2 separate regions of the Zea mays genome follow, and region 1 is linked to region 2. The links are chromatin contacts, called in public Hi-C maps. All regions are on one chromosome and are shown on one strand. The core of a region is the stretch at or near the end of the contact, and the rest is flanking DNA. Distances in the headings are between cores, read along the strand shown. Region 1 has its middle 9.2 kb from the start of LOC100193730. Region 2 holds the start of LOC100284323 (ZF-HD homeobox protein).

Evidence for each region. Hi-C and Micro-C count contacts between places; a contact is called where the count stands out from the background.
Region 1: a Hi-C map of ear shows a contact between it and region 2, with 3 times the contacts expected there. The contact joins the enhancer-like site here to the promoter of LOC100284323 in region 2. A contact is called at or near these places in 2 of 25 Hi-C or Micro-C datasets (ear and endosperm).

What each region holds. Positions count from the first base shown.
Region 1 is chr2:186,503,213-186,505,912 of Zm-B73-REFERENCE-NAM-5.0, forward strand. No RefSeq gene overlaps it. Among protein-coding and RNA genes, the nearest start is that of LOC100193730, 9.2 kb to the right of the region's middle. Within about 2 kb of position 1,404, at least 20 of the 20 cell types and tissues checked have an H3K27ac peak or open chromatin away from gene starts, as enhancers often do. A contact at or near this core is called in ear and endosperm, where this site is marked.
Region 2 is chr2:186,151,202-186,153,901 of Zm-B73-REFERENCE-NAM-5.0, forward strand. LOC100284323 (ZF-HD homeobox protein) reads left to right here and starts at 1,432. Exons shown (of 1, transcript NM_001157218.2): 1 at 1,432-2,700. The coding sequence starts at 1,585. The coding sequence ends at 2,670.

The DNA of each region.
Region 1 (2,700 bases), core at 154-2,653, 350 kb after region 2:
CTGGAGTTAGATATTTTTTTGGTTTCGTGCGTATGGTGTCCCTAGATGTCAACACTACAAGCGTCAATAATCACGAGGCCGTCCGTGTGGGGGGCTTGAACTACCGGATGGAGATAGATAGATAATCTTGGTCGTGGGGGAGGGAAAAAGAGCGAGGAAGGGAGCGACGCCAACACACGTTCTTCCACCTCCAAGAAGGAAGAATTTCGATCCTCATGATTGCACAGTTTCGGTAAGCTCTCTGCCAAAGGACTCGCTATGCGTCGGTTCGATTGGCATGCATGCAGGTGGCTGCACAGGCAGCGGTGTCCCTCGCTTCTCATCAAGGAACCCTACGAGGAAATTAAGCCAGCCGGGGGTACGACGCGGGGAGAGAGTTGCTGACCAATTTGAGGCTGGGACATTGCTCAAATGAATAAATGCAGGCGGACGTTCTTCTGGCGCTGGATAAAACGATGGTACTTACCGAGCACCAAAGTCTTTGGTTCAACTCGGCAAAAATGGTCCGGTCTTTGCGAGCGTTATTTTTCGTTGAGAGTGACACTCGATAAAATATTCTTTGTCGAGTGCCCATGATTTTATATTCGGCAAAGCTCGAGCACTCGATAAAGAGCACGTTTCTGACAGTGCCATGCATTACTCGGTATCACCAGCCTACGTAGCCATTCTTCCTAGGCATGGCGAAGTTGCGCGGGGCACGAGAGCTTGTGGAGCATGCATGCGCGCGGCGCCGATCGAGAGCGGAGTCCTTTATTTGGTGGCTAGCTACTAGCTCTCCACGAGCGTCGCGCCGGATGCGCCACCGCCTACAGGATGACGATGCCCGTGCTTTGTGCTGCCCGGAGGAGCTTACGGCAGAGGATCTCGTTGCATCTATCTGCCTCATGGCTGCACTGCATCCACACGCTGGAGGTGTGGCGCCGAGATCAGTTGCCTTCGGTCGTGATGCATGTCGCGAAATCTAGCTAGTGTTTGGTCTGGAATCTGGATTTGGCTAGTGTTTGGTCCTCACCAGTTTCGAATGGTTTTAGAAGGCTACGCGATCCCAGTGGCGGCTTGCCCTGTTGCCAAATCGATGTACAGCCAAAGCTGGGTAGCAGTTAATACAATAAGGGAGGGGGAGGAGGAACTGAAACTTTGTCTGGACATGCATGACAAAGGGGAAGTCTCTGGATGCATGAGCAAGGAACCTGTGTGTGTGTGTGTGATGATCATGCATGATGAACAACCGGCCATCATTTTGCGGCAACGACAAGCTGATGACGATGGGAGCACCGTCGAGAGGGTTTTATGGGCTGGGGATAGCGAAGAACTTGCCATTTCCTGTTGTTGGAGTCCAACTTGCCTTTTTGTTGGAGTTGGTGGGGTGGGGGGGACTTGGCAGCGAGCCCAGGTCGCTGACGCAGCGACGTAGCAGCAGCGAGCGAGCCAGCCAGCCAGCAGTTATCAGATGGGCCCAAACGAACGCCTCATGTCTCGTTTTGTCTGGACGCCAAGCAAAAAAACAATAAAAAAAGGGCGAAAGGATTTATCAGAGACCTTTTGGCCGTTTGCGATGCGGAGCAGATTGCAGCACGCTCACCTTGTCCTTTAGTTGAGAGTGGTCTGGATCTGGACACGCTGCTGCTACCAAATTAAACCAACGCTTTTCTTTGTCATGGATATGTACGTGTCAAGATGAAGACGGGGTCTGATCAGATCAGAGCCATGACCGTGACTGCACTCCCCCCCCCCCCCCCCCCCCCCCCCCCCCCCCCCCCCCCCCCCCCCCCCCCCCCCCCCGTTCGGTTTGGGCAGATGAGACTGAATCAACTGGCGTCAAAAGGGACGGGGGGATGGAAGATGACAAGGTTGAAGGCCTACTACAACAAACAACCCTACTGCAACGGATCACCGCCCTTGGTAGCAGGGGAGTCCCACACCTCAAACGGAGGACGGGGCCTTATCTTACCTACCAAGTGTTCCAAATAAAAGCGATCGCTGTCACCGCCGGGGTTTTATTATATATAATAATAATAATAGTTTTGGTTCCAGTCTCTCTCGGGATGCGTTTCATAACGGCTTTCCGCGATGTTGTTTTCTGCGATTCAGCGCTTGTAGTTGTTGTACCCCTGGCGAGAAACATCGCAATGGTGATATAGCCGAAATGCTGAACCTTCGCCAGCTTAACGCTCTCACTCACAGCACAAACGGCAACGCCGCGCGTGCCATCTGGACCACGCAATCTTAAACAATTCAATTCACCACACGTATACTATACGGCCCCGTATCTGTATCCTACCGATCCGTTCAGGCAAATCAAGGGCCGTTCCCCCCAGCATTTAAATCGACGGGCGACGACGCGGCGGTGTCGATCCCGCTCCATCGCCGATCCTCTAGAACAACGGCCAGGGGAAGAAAGTCCACCTCCGAACTGGGACACCTATTTACTTGCCACGCAGACTTCGCTCTCCCTCCATTGAATGCGCTTCCCTGCCGCTCGTGCCAAGCTCAACGCCGGGACACGTGGCAGGCAGGGCACGGCCTGGGATGCCCGACGGGAGCTTCAGTGGCTGGACCGCTGTCTGGATGCACCGGCGAGGCCGCCGTTGGCCTGGCGTGAGAGGTTTTATTAAGGGTGTGTCTGGTTTAATGTTAAAGTAGGATGAGGTAGGCCAACAACGTCCCTTCGATTTTTTAGAACTACGTTGCCACCAAAAA
Region 2 (2,700 bases), core at 182-2,681:
GGATGCTGTGATGAGTTCGTGAGTGGTCTAGGCCGTCGTCTCCCAGTCAACTTTGGGTTGCTGGACCGTTGTCTCCTTATAATGTAATTACTTATTTATTTTGTATAGAACTCCTGTTATATAGTAAAGATGTGACAATCGATCCTGTGCCACTATGCATCATATGTGTGAGACTTGGTCCCAGCACACCTGGTGTTTATGTTCGCGCCCGGGCTTTGGACCCCTAAAACCCGGGTGTGACATGTAAAACACTGTTTTGCATTTTAGACTGCAATGGTCCTATAGTGAATTTTAAAATAAGACGTGATAGGAGATACGATGGGTAAGCTGTTGGTTCACACTGTTTTGCATTTTAGACTGCAATGTTCATATAGTGAATTTTAAAATGAGATGTGATAGGAGATATGATGGGTAAGCTGTTGGAGACAGACTAAGGGGATATTTGGTCTCACTTAACTAAAGTTTAGTCCATATTACATTGAATGTTTGAATGGTGGATATTAAATATAATCTAATTATAAAACTAATTACAGATAAAGACTAAAAGATAAGATGGATTGATTAAACATAATTAAGTATATATTTAATATTCAAACATTTAACATTACCAAAAAACTTTAGCCTAGAAAACTAAAAGGGATAATCTCATGTATGTCATCGAAATTTATACCAATCTATTGTGTGTCATTGGACTAGAGATGACAACAGGTATATACTCGTCAGATAGTACCATTCCATACTCATATCCATAAAAAAATTCTACTCGTGAGGTTACCCATATATGCTTGCGGGTATAAATCTTACCCATATATATACACGCGCGGGTAATTTTACCCCTTGGATAACCCGTACCCGCTAGGAAAGTCTTAAATTCCAATATACCAATCACTCGAAATATTAAATAAACATACAAAAACAAGTTCAACTTCACATATAACAAATCATATGATTACGTAACTTGGTAGTTAGACAAATGATAGCTAAAGAAGAGTTTTATTTTAGCTAAGATGGACTCTGTTAGATGGTTATAGTGACAATGATACATGTTCTTGCCCATTAACATAACCGTGGGGTAGAGAAATCATCTCGTACATACCTTCATATCGGGTAAAACTCGTCGGTTTTCGGACTTGGAGTACCTATTGCCATCTCTATATTGGACCTACATGTGCACAAAATATCCTCTAAATATCATTCAATAACACATAATAAATAAGTATAAAAATTTAATGGTACCTATAGGATTTTTCCAAAACTGAACACTCCCTAAAATGAGCTCGTCCCCTTCTCCTTTCGACCTTTCCCCCTCCTGCAGAGGCAGAGGCGCAGAGCTCACACTTTCTCTCACTCTCTCGATAATCACAAGCGACTAGCCTTGCTACCGCCCTTTGTGTGCTTATCTCCTCGCCCTCGTCCTTCCTTCGCCTCCTTACGGACCTTACGTCCTTACCTGTTGTTTTCCTCACCTCCCTTGACCCGTCGACCGTCGTCCCATGCTAAAGCCCAGGGTTAGGAGCTAGAGGTAATCTCTCCCTCTCTCCCCGTCTCTACCCACCAGTCAAGCCCAGTGGGGGCGCCGCGCGCATGGAAGCGATGGACGTCAAGTACAAGCCCGTCATGTTCCCCAACGGCGCCGCCTTCAAGAAGGCGAAGCCGGCGGCCGTGGCGCCGGCCGGGGAGCCGCTGTACCGGGAGTGCCTCAAGAACCACGCCGCGAGCCTGGGCGGGCACGCCGTGGACGGGTGCGGCGAGTTCATGCCCTCGCCGGGGGCCAACCCCGCCGACCCGACGTCGCTCAAGTGCGCGGCGTGCGGGTGCCACCGCAACTTCCACCGCCGGACGGTGGAGGGTTCCCCGCCGCAGCCTGCGCCCGCGCCGCTGGCGCTCCCGCCGCCGCCGCCGCCGCCGCCGAGCGTGCTGCACGGCCAGACGCACCGCGGCGGGGAGGATACGCCCGAGGACCGCCACCCGGGGGTAGTCGACGCCGACGACCCCGATTCCGACTCGGAGGGCTCGGAGTACGACGAGGAGCGGTCAGTGTCCCCGCCACCGCCGCACCACGTGCCGGCGCCGGTGGCGCAGCAACCCCCGCCGCCGTCATACTTCCCGGCGGCGGCGCCGCACCAGCACATGCTGCTCTCGCTTGGTCCTGGCGCCGCGGTGGCGGCCGCGGCGCAGAGGCTGGCCCCAGCCCAGCTGACGCCGTCGAGCGCGCCGCCTCCCGGGGGCGCGATGCCCAGGAAGCGGTTCCGCACCAAGTTCACCGCCGAGCAGAAGCAGCGGATGCAGGAGCTGTCAGAGCGGCTCGGGTGGCGGCTGCAGAAGCGCGACGAGGCCGTCGTGGACGAGTGGTGCCGCGACATGGGCGTCGGCAAGGGCGTCTTCAAGGTCTGGATGCACAACAACAAGCACAACTTCTTGGGCGGACACAGCGCCCGCCGCAGCGTCTCTGCCTCCTCAGGCGCTGCTGCGCTCCTCCAAACCCCATGCGCCAACGCCGGCGCTGCTGCACCGTCATTCAACCCGTCCAGGCTCACCCCTCCCCCTCCCGTCCTCACATCGTCCCCGACCGGCTTCAACATCAACGGCGCCGCCTCCTCCTCGCCGCCCACCGTCACCGCCGACCACACGGACAACGCCAACGGAGCTTCATCGCCGCACTCCGCTTAAGCTAGAGAGGAGAGGGAAGCGAGAATGGAG